2 separate regions of the Zea mays genome follow, and region 1 is linked to region 2. A link is a contact called in public Hi-C data. All regions are on one chromosome and are shown on one strand. Each heading gives the region's core, a stretch centred on a gene start, on an enhancer-like site or on the middle of the called end of the contact. The rest is flanking DNA. Distances are from core to core; before and after follow the strand shown.

Evidence for each region. Hi-C and Micro-C count contacts between places; a contact is called where the count stands out from the background.
Region 1: a Hi-C map of tassel shows a contact between it and region 2, with 2.2 times the contacts expected there. The contact joins the promoter of LOC103636044 here to the enhancer-like site in region 2. A contact is called at or near these places in 5 of 25 Hi-C or Micro-C datasets (endosperm, leaf and tassel).

What each region holds. Positions count from the first base shown.
Region 1 is chr1:69,704,470-69,709,759 of Zm-B73-REFERENCE-NAM-5.0, forward strand. LOC103636044 (PLATZ transcription factor family protein) reads left to right here and starts at 1,529. Exons shown (of 4, transcript XM_008658404.4): 1 at 1,529-1,765. The coding sequence starts at 1,727.
Region 2 is chr1:69,564,863-69,570,920 of Zm-B73-REFERENCE-NAM-5.0, forward strand. No RefSeq gene overlaps it. Among protein-coding and RNA genes, the nearest start is that of LOC103636014, 7.8 kb to the left of the region's middle. Within about 2 kb of position 4,234, at least 18 of the 20 cell types and tissues checked have an H3K27ac peak or open chromatin away from gene starts, as enhancers often do. A contact at or near this core is called in endosperm, leaf and tassel, where this site is marked.

The DNA of each region.
Region 1 (5,290 bases), core at 279-2,778, 140 kb after region 2:
TAAATTAAGTGACAGAACCCTAAACTTTCATATGACTACTATATAGCATGTGTTACACACGATCCCGAGGAGATGATCGATGATGGCGGTGGAGCAAGTGAGGAGAGGGGGAAGGGAAGGGAAGGGAAGGGAAGGGATGAGGGATGATTCATATAAAGTAGTTCATGGGGAAGGGAGATGAGTTATTCAACTATCTGGACCGTTGATTTTGATAGTGTGTTAAGTTTGAGTACAATATGTTAGGTGAATTTAGTGGGGATAATGAGTATGGGGTGATTTGGTTGTGTGATTTTTGCAAAGTTTAAACTGATGGATTATATAGTGGTAAGAGCATAACTCTTTTCTATTATATAAATATGTGTAACTTTCTATCTTTAACGTATACAACTTTATATCTAACTTTCTATCTTTCACGTACATACCATTCTATATTTAACGCAAGTTTTATTATTATTATTATTTTCCCGGCCGGTCCCCCATCCCCTCATCACCTCTGCTTCCACGAAACAACGCTCTGAATTCAACAGTGCCTAAATTAAGTGACAGAACCCTAAACTTTCATATGACTACTATATAGCATGTGTTACACACGATCCCGAGGAGATGATCGATGATGGCGGTGGAGCAAGTGAGGAGAGGGGGAAGGGAAGGGAAGGGAAGGGAAGGGATGAGGGATGATTCATATAAAGTAGTTCATGGGGAAGGGAGATGAGTTATTCAACTATCTGGACCGTTGATTTTGATAGTGTGTTAAGTTTGAGTACAATATGTTAGGTGAATTTAGTGGGGATAATGAGTATGGGGTGATTTGGTTGTGTGATTTTTGCAAAGTTTAAACTGATGGATTATATAGTGGTAAGAGCATAACTCTTTTCTATTATATAAATATATGTAACTTTCTATTTTTAACGTATACAACTTTATATCTAACTTTCTATCTTTAACGTACATACCATTCTATATTTAACACAAGTTTTTTTATTATTTTCCCCACCGGTCCCCCTTTCTCTCATCACCTGTGCTTCGACGAAACCACGCTCTGAATTCAAAAGTTTAGCGCTGCTAAAAAGCAGTGCAACTGACATCCGGGCACATTGAATGAGTAGAGAAAGCGCTGTAGAAACGTACGCCTTGACCGGCTGAGGCGCAACGCAAGCAGCGCGGCTCCAAGCTGGCGCCACCCGCGAACTGCGTCTGCAACCAACGGCGTCGGCTCTAGCTCACGCTCAACTCGAGCACGCGGACTCGCCTCGCGCTCAACGTGAGCATATGCATGGGCCGCCCGGCATCTCTTCTCTGGCTGGTCCTGTCCTGTCATCAAACCTGACCTGACCACTCTCCGGCTCCGCTCGTTGGAACGGCGGCACACACGACATCACGGTGTCGCGTACGTGAGGCTACACCGTTGGATTGGTTGGTAGGTCAGTTCACCGACGGCCGTGATTAACTGATTCAGGATTCTTTTACAAATTAATTAAAACGAGAGAGATATAGCCACGTTAACACTATGTTGTGTTATTAATTAAACAAAAGCCATTATATTTCCCCCTTCTGAGTTTCCCTATTTATAATCATCCTCTATCTTGGCCCCATCGCGCGGCTCAGCTTTCCAGATTTCCTCCGGCGAGAGAGAGGAACCAGTAGTAAAACACAAGATACATAGATGCTACGACTGTGCTAGTGAGCTGTGAGATCGAGAGAACACACTCTCCAGCAGCACGGCAACATGTCTTGCATAGGTTCCTCTTGCACCGCAACCAACAAGGTAATATACATGAGAAACACTTCTGCCGCTCTCGATGGATCCGTGCGTGCGTAGAACGAATTTCTACCACAGTATAGTAGCTGGTTCATATTCATCCATATCTAGATGTTTATTTGTGCTCTATAAATCCAGGCAATATATAGCTTCTGATCTCCTTGAAAAAGGGTCTCTATCCCTCTTGAGCGACTTTTTTCCCCATCCTAGTATGTTAGGCTATAAATTCATCATGGCTTATATGATTGTTTTTTTTCTAAGTTTAGTTTCAGATCTCCGGTTTCCCTCGTGGACGTATGAACCGTAGTACACGTGTGCAATCGACAGCTCTGGATCATGTTGCCGAAACGTTTCTTGCGCGTTATTATGTTCGTACATGTTTTGCGTTTCAGGTACACGTGTGTAATCGACAGCTCTGGATCGTGTTGCCGAAACATTTCTTGCACGTTATCATGTCCATACATGGTTTGCGTTTTAGGTACTAATGGGATATTTCAACTAGAGCCACGTACGCAACAATAACGGTTAACGGTCTCTAGTTTTTGGATCCGTGCGACTTCTTTTACCTAGCTAGTTTTTAGTTAGTAATGCCCCACAAGGTTATCATGGGTATCTATCTAGATCTAAAATTGTTAACCGGTGCTTTCTATGAGCGACCTTTTTCTATTCCAATTTCATTCAACTGTAGGTCCACCATGGCATATATATGTTTGTTTCCTAAGTTTAGTTCAAGATCTACTTTTTTTCTCATGAGCATGTATGGGTCGTGGTACACGTGTGTAACCAATTATTTTGGAACGTGCTATTAAAGGGTTTCTTATGCGTTGTCGTGTTCATACATGTTTGTGTTTCAGGTAGTAAGGGATATTTCGACCATATATAGGCACATATGCAACAATAACGGTTGTAACGGCCTCTGGTTTTTGGATCCTTGCAACTTATTTCAACTGTTTTTAAAACTAAAGCCACTACAACTGTTTTTGTTGCATATGTGCTTCTGGTTTAAGGATCCCTAGTCATTACCTAAAATACAAACATATGTACGGACACAATAACACATAAAAACCCTTTAATAGCACATTCCAAAACAATTGGCTACACACGTGTACCATGGTTCATATGTGCTCATGAGAAAAAGGTCTTGAACTAAACCTAGGAAACAAACATATAAGCCATGATGGATCTACAGTCCAACAAAAATAGAATATAAAAAGGTTGCTAGTAGAAAGCACTATTTAACAGTTTTAGATCTAGATAGCACTCATTAACAATTTTAGATCTAGATAGATACACATGCTTTAGTTTTCGGATCCGTGCAACTTATTTTACCTATTTTTTAAAATAAAGTCCCGCAAAGTTATCATAGGTATCTATCTATATCTAAAATTATTAATTCTTGCTTTCTTTCAATGGCTTATTTTTATCCTAGTTTTATTAGACTGTAGATTCCTCGTGGCATATATGGTTGTTTTTAATTTCAAATATCTAGTTTTCCTCATGGACATATGAACCGTGGTACACGTGTGTAACCAATTGCTCTAGATTGTGTTGTGAAAACGTTTCTTACACGTTATCATGTCCGTACATGTTTGCGTTTCAGGTAGTAAGGGATATTTGAACTAGAGCCACATATGCAACAATAACGTTTAACGGTCTCTGGTTTTTGGATATGTGCAACTTCTTTTACCTGTTTTCTTAGTAAAGTCCCACAAGGTTATCATGGATATCTATCTAGATCTAAAATTGTTTATTAATGCTATCTATATCTAAAAGTGTTAATATATGCGTTTTCTAAGCGACAACTTTTTATTCTAGTCTTGTTCGACTCTAGTTTCTTATTTGTTTGTTTCCTAAGGTTAGACCAAGATCTACTTTTTCTGTCATGAACATGTATATGAAGCATGGTACACGTGCGTAACCAATTATTTTAGAACGTGCTATTAAATTGGTTTTATGTGTTAGTTTGTACATGTTTGTGTTTTAGGTAATAATTAGAGATATTTAAACCAGAGGCATCTATGCAACAATAACGGTTGTAACGACCTCTAGTTTTTGGATCCATGCAACTATTTATCTTTTTTAAATAAAGTCCCACAAGGTTATCACGGGTATCTATCTGGATCTAAATTTGTTGATTGGTGCTATCAAGATCTAAAATTGTTAATCGATGCTTTCTCTAAGTCATCTTTTTGTTCCAATTTCGTTTGACTGTAGATCTGTCATGTATGAACCGTGGTACACGTGTGTAACCAATTGTTTTGGAATATTCTATTAAAAGGTTTCTTATGCGTTATCGTTCATACATGTTGATGTTTCAGATAATAATTAGGGATATTTAAACCAGAGGCGCGTATGCAACAATAACAGTTGTAACGACCTCTAGTTTTCGGATCCATGTAACATATTTTACCTATTTTTGTAAAATAAAGTGCCACAAGGTTATCATGGGTACCTATCTATATCTAAAATTGTTAAAAGGTGCTATCTAGAACTAAAATTATTAATCAATGCTTCTCCGGGCAACCTTTTTTATTCCAATTTTGTTTAACTGTAGATCCATCATGGCTTATTTGTTTGTTTCCTAAGTTTAGTTTAAGACCTTTTTGCTCATGAGCATGTATGAACCATATATGGTACACGTGTGTAGCTAATTGTTTTGGAACGTGCTATCAAAGAGTTTTTTTATGTGTTATCGTGTTAGTTTAAGGCCATCATCTTTTTGTCTTTATCTTTTATTTCATACTCCGTCGCGTGGATATTATAGTGCAAAACGTGGTTTTGCGCCTTTGTACGTAGCGTAGCTGGTCAGGTCTAGTAAATTTAGCCTAATTAGAAAATTAAATTTAGGGTGGCTTTGTTGGGCCGGTAGTGAATCGAGCCGAAAGGGCAGAGCAGTGCCTAGACTGCAGGCACAGATGCCATGTCAGCAAATGCGGGCATCATTGCACTTGCCCGGCTGGCAAGTTAGGACGACAGCGGCGGTTATACTTTGTCTTATACGGACTGTACCCATGTCATGTTTCTAGCCTTGGCACTTTGCAGTAGAATTGCACGTGCATGTCCTAACTAGATCTTGATTTTTTTAGTCCTCTCTCTCTTTATATTTTACGTACTCGATCTGTATATTTAAAGGACATTTTGGAAGCGAAGTATTTTTGGAGTTTTAAAATAAAATTATAATATTTTTTTACTAAGAAGTGTTTGGCTACTTTGTCAAAAACTTTGTTTTGAATAATATTATGGTTTTGTAGATACTATAGTATTTTTAGAGTATTTGAAACTACACTCTAACCTAAAGTTTTTGTCTATGATTAGCTTCTTGCACATGTATACTAAATATTATAGTTTAAGATACTTTAATTTGTCTTTAAATAAGCATTGTTTGAAGTGATGTAAAAAAAATACTATGGTTGTATATCAATGACATTTCAAAACCATAGTATTCTAAAACCATGGTTTTGAAATACTTTGATTCCAAACACGCTCTTATATATATCTCACCGTTGAACGAACACTTGAAAAAGAACAAGT
Region 2 (6,058 bases), core at 2,984-5,483:
GCTTAAGATAAACCGATTTTAGTAAAGAGCATAGTCACTGATACTACACAGTCCTAAAGTAGTATGGATTAACATTCGATGCTGTTATATTATAATAATGAAGGCTGGAAATGTGTTACTCTGGAAAGAAAATGGTCAGACATAAAGTTACTGAACACACCTTCTGATCACAAAACTGTGCTCCCCGTTGCTACCTGACCTGCAGGTCTGCCACTGCGTATGCGGTTGCCCTGATGGAAGGGAGGTTTACTTTATCTGTTGCAGGCTTGTCAGTGGGGGTCATTTTCTTCAGCTCCTTTGCGGTGGGTGAGAGTGAGACAGCACGGATGGGCCTCAGTTCTGAAGTACAGCAACCAATAAAAAAGATGTTTGTGTAGTGCAGCAGCATTCAGGTAATTGTGCCAACTTCGTTTTCTCTCCAATACATGTAGATTGGATGAGTTTTAATCCATAACAAATCAAAATCTCTACTTTTTTTTCAATCATATCCAATTCATGTGATATAGGAATAACCGAACAAGCCCTTACAGGTCCGTCGGTGAGGACATCTATCGTACCGGTAAATTTGTTGTCCTGCAAATAACTGAGGATATAGCACCAGTCATCATTGTGATTTGGAGTTTTCAGTACTTATTTTGGATTGTGAGCAATGGATTTGTAATGATTAATGAAGAATAGGGAGAATGTTCTCACAGTGTGCTCAAACCTGTCAAGTAGCTGAAGCCATTTGGGAAATGGAGTAAGGCAAAGCAATTTGGGAAATGGAGTAAGGCAAAGCAATTTGGGAAATGGAGTAAGGCAAAGCTCCAACGAAGTCGTTTTTCTCAAGATTTCTGCAGGTCAAGTGTTCTGTCAGCACTTCAAGAAAGATTGATTAACAAAAGGGGAAAAAAGGCAGTCCTAGAGCATGGAGGATCGAGAGACTGTAAAAGGGGAAAAAAGTGTTGAGTGTTGATCGAGAAACTGTAAAAGTCAGGTGAGTAGGCACGGTGGCTGATACCTAGAGACCTTGTTCAACGGTCGCTCAAAACTCCACCTCGCCAGAGCCCATCCTCAGACGGAGGCAGAACTTGGGAGAAATCCTCGTCTCGCTCGAGGTCCCCTCTTCACGGAACGATAATATCTACCTCGCCCGAGCTCGTCTCGGACAAGAGGACAACCCCAAGCCCAGCACTCAGTCAAAGGCCTGGGAACCGTGGAGATGTGTTCATTTAATGCGACGATTCAGATATCTACCCCACGTGACGCCGCAGTCAAACAGGGAGTGATGGGATCGTGGTCCCACCTACTTTCGCCAACCACGACGACGCACGCTCGAGAATAACGCACACTGCTCCTCCACTCCGGCCATTGTTCCCGAACAACTTCGGATGGGACATGCACGCGTCTGAGCATAGTCTCACCCTTGGGAGAGCACTCCGCCTCACCCGAAGATGGCTTCAACCTCAAGAGAAGTCTCTGCCTCGCCCGAGCTCGGCCTCAGCCAGCTACCCCGGCAACAACTCCCCGTGAATCCCGCATGAGGCCACTCCGATGACTGTACTAACCACTCCCTGCACGACTGCATGCCCCGGCGCAGGTTCGACCAAGGTCTCGGCCTCGGTAACATCGACGAAAGGACGCCCGACGACACCAACCCCTCCGCGGAGACTGCTAACAAAGGGATGGCTACAGAAAACTATAGGGCCAATGTCAAGTTCGCTTTACGCTATACGGGGTGAATTACCACACACTCTTCACCATACTTATCATTGTTTCAACAACTACGACTCGGACAACACATCCACCCGATAGGCTCGGGTACGCATTGAGAGCACCTAGAGGGGGGTGAATAGGTGATCCTGTAAAATCAAAGACTAAATAGCCACAAACTTGATTAAAGTGTTAGTTCGACTAAGTTTGAAGCGAGTCCTTGCGAACACAATAATCACAGAGAAAGCAACACAAGAGACACATAATTTTTATCCCGTGGTTCGGCCAAGTAACACTTGACTACTTACACGTTGTGTTAATCTGGAAAGAAAATGATCAGACATAAAATTAGTGAACACACCTTCTGATCACCTTCTGACCTGCATGTCCGCCACTGTGTATGCGGTTGCCCTGATGGATGGGAGGTTTACTTTATCTGTTGCAGGCTTGTCATTTTCTTCAGCTCCTTTGCGGTGGGTGAGAGTGAGACAGCACGGATGGGCCTCAGCTCTGAAGAACAGTATCGGTTGAGCTAGGAAATATATGACTATATAGCTGATGTTATTCATTTAACTACACATTTCCAAATATTATATTATATAATTGATACTCTAAACAAACAGTCTTAAATAAAATGTTATTAATTGTAAAGTTATGTATTCGTCGAGTATTTTAATTTTAATGTTAACTTCATCTGCATTTGGCACTGTGAATCATCTGAAACCTAATCTAAAAACGTATATTGCATATTTGAACTTGCAATCCATCTCATATCAAAAGGTTATTAACTATAAAGTTTTGAATATCTTTAAACTATAAATTTTGATATAAAGTTTATCTTAATCTAATGCTAGATAAAAAATTATTATTTTTTGTGCAAAATAGGTTATCATTATCGATTCATAGCCACAAACCGACAATGATAAATGGACTATATCACTATTAGTTAGAGCCATACAACTCTAGCGATAGTTCACCTGTCACTGCAAGTGTACTAACCATGAACACTGTCGGCTCCGCCATAATCAATAACGACGGTTCAATAGTGACTGAATGTTTTGACAGTGCGTGACATGCCACAACGCTACGGGCCTACGACATGTATGGAATTAGGGCTAAGACTCAGCTAGTATGACCCGTGGTACAAGGTAGTTCAGTAGTTGTCGCCATGCTTCTTCCTAGAGAAGAGGGCGATGATGGAGAGACGAGGATGACATGGGATGATGGGAGGCGAATTGAAGCAGCGTGGATCCAACTATGACCTCCAATAGCGATGTGTTGCACAAAATGACGGCTGCGATTTGGAAAGTTCTTTCTTGTGTCGATGACAATGTGGATGAAGTGTGCTTACATATATCAAAAACCTAAAGTGCTAGCTAGTTCTTTTTTGAATGGAAAATGCTATGCGCACGACCAGAATAGTCGACTGTTGTACAACCAGTAAATATCCACCATTGGTTGAATGTGATCTTGAATAAAAATACGGTTTTAAATGATGTTTTTTGAAGTCTTGGTTGGTTCTTCAACGTTGATGTCCCGTATTCTCTGGTTCCGTATTTTCAACGTTGACCTTCACAAAGTTGAAGTTTGAGCATAGAAGACCTTCGCAAAGTTTGGGACATGTTGAAAGAGTTTGATTATTCAAAAGCATAGCTCAATAGTGCCAAAGCAGGAGTTTTGGACTCAGTCCGTGAACTCAGTGTTTCCACTGACACTATAATCTTCCGTATCATTTATCTCCGAATTTATGATGTTTATGACTTTGGTACCTTAAAAAAAAAGATAAAGAGTAATCTGCGGTGCGGGGAACATTTTCGCTATAGTGTTCAAAGACTGTGTCCGCTTAGAATTTGCATTTTCAGTGCTCACTCATATGCCGGCCCTGCTCTGGCGCTGGCGCCTGCTGCCTCGTCGCGGCCGCCGCGACGACGACGTCCCTGCCGCTGCCACCCTTGACCGCGCGCACGTGCCAGCGCCGCTCGTGCCCTCGCGCACCCTTCCTGAGCAGAGGTCCGAGTCCGAAGCCGCCCTCATTGCCCCTTTGGCCTTTTAAGCCATGGCGGTCGTATCTCTCCCCTTCTCAGGAATCCCCGCAAAAGTTCGCTCTGGGTTCGCCCTCGCCTCTCCCACGTGCGCCAGAGACGGTGAGCCTACCTCACCCTCGCTCTCGGTCCGCTGTCGCCGCAGTGCAGCCGCCCGCCGGACACGCAGCTAGCCGGGCGGGGCCCCTCGCACGCACCGGTCGTTGTTGCCTGCATTGGGTGCGGCCGGACGCGGGGAGGCCCTCCACGCCCCCGGCGTGGTTGCCGTGGCCGGCCTGCTCCTCGTCCCTGCTCGTGTGTGTTTGGCAGGGGCTCGCGTAGGGACGAAGAGATCTTTTGAGGAGACTTTTGTAAAGTCGCGTACGAGGAGAAGTTTCTCATTTTGGACAAAATAGTTTGCTAGTTTCGCGGGGTCCTTTATGCATTTTTGCGTGGGGCAGCGTGATGGGCCTTGCCAGCCGCCTTGTGGGATTCTGCCCTGGCCGCACGGGCCTTTTGCACGTCTCGTTCTGGGCCGGCTGCGCAGCGTGCATGGGCCATGGCCTGCACCAGGTCCGGACCCGTTCTGGTTGGAGGAGTTTACTTTCCTTTTCCTTTTTAAGTTGAAGAACTTCTAAAATTCAGCAAAGGTCGCTGAAAATATTTAAAAATGGAAAACATTTTTTGAGTTTCTCATGAATGTATTTATGCAGTATGTTTACAATATCCTGTTTTTTAATATGAAAGTTTTGTTGTAAATGTAAATAAATGGTTTTAGGTTCTCAATTCGTAGATATAGCTAGGGTAATTCAAAAGCAGTGTAATTTTTATGGTAGAATAGTATAAAGATGTATGGGCTATACTTTTTTTCTTTTCTTTTAAATGTATAGCTACTTTTTATTAGTTATTTTAAATATGCTTGTTTAATGGCTTTAAAGTAATTAAAATATCTAAAAATTGAAAAAAATGTTTTCCTCTATGTATTATACTTTGTGTTATGTCCCATAAACCCATAATATGCCGTAGGTGTTTACTAAATATTAAGCTAGAGATGCATCATGTGATCACATGTCTTTTGTATTCAATAATTGAATTAGTTGTAGCAATTATTTTGTTTTCAAAATTATAAAATATATGTAGTACGTAGATATGTTTAGTTGAGATGTACCTTCCATAAAAGTTTCGTATCCTAAATAGATGTTTGGTACACCATATTTTTTAATAGTTTTTGTTTAATTAATTAAGTATGATGAATGTTTGATAGTAAGCATATATAAATGATCTCTATGTTGTTTGTGCTATATTTGACTAAGCTAAGTATTTTTAACTTTGATTAGTAGTAGATGAGTTCATATCATGTGTTTTTAACTTGCTCTTGTATGTTTTATGTAAAACTGGTTATTTTGATAAGTTATGCTATGTTGTTAATAACCGACTCACGAGTATGTTCTCATGCGGGAGGATGGGAGTGGAAATGTTGAATACCCTAGTCAACCATGATGAGTGGTTTGTCCTATTGTGTTTGTGTATGCATGTGTATATGGTTGTTTGATTGAAGTATGCATTGTAGTTTTGCATATCATTTAGAAACTATGATGAATCGATGGATTGATTGATGGACTATGTGGTCAAACTAGAAGATGATGTAATGGTGACTCAGTTCTGACGATGGTGGTGGATCGTGCCTCAAAGATGGGCAATAACTAATTTTGCATAATACAATCTTATCCAGCAAGCACCAATGCATAACCCTATTTTACCGGTACTTATTATTTATGTTGTTTGTGCATCAAGTTATATGAGTCGATTTAAACTCACCCACATAATTATTCTATCATATGAGTCTTACTAGCATGGTAGGAATCGTTAGTATGCCATACGAAGGATCCACAGTAGAAGTCGAGTGATGGGATGTCACTCATGAGAGATAGGTCCTGGTTATATTGCTACTACTATCACATGGGTTTGTAGATGGATAATAATTAGAGATCGACTAAGACTGGAGACTTTGATTGTTGACTTTGTTGGGCAATAAAGTATGGCTTTGGTTGCATTGGTCCTACTTATGTCGATTAATAATAGTCTATTGGTGGCCATGTGGCAAGTTTAAATGTATTGAACACATAACAATGGTCCAAGTACTTCCCAATGACTCAAGATCCTAAATAGTTTATTGGAGTGCTTCAATATACATTAGAAGAGTTGTTAGAGAGGCGGGAATATCCACGGTAAAACTTATGAAGGGGTCTCATCGCTGAATAGCGTGGTGGGCCTCATAGGGTGGGTTGCTTGGGATGGTCGGACACTTTCAGACCTATGTCATATGCTAGGAACGATAACCTTAT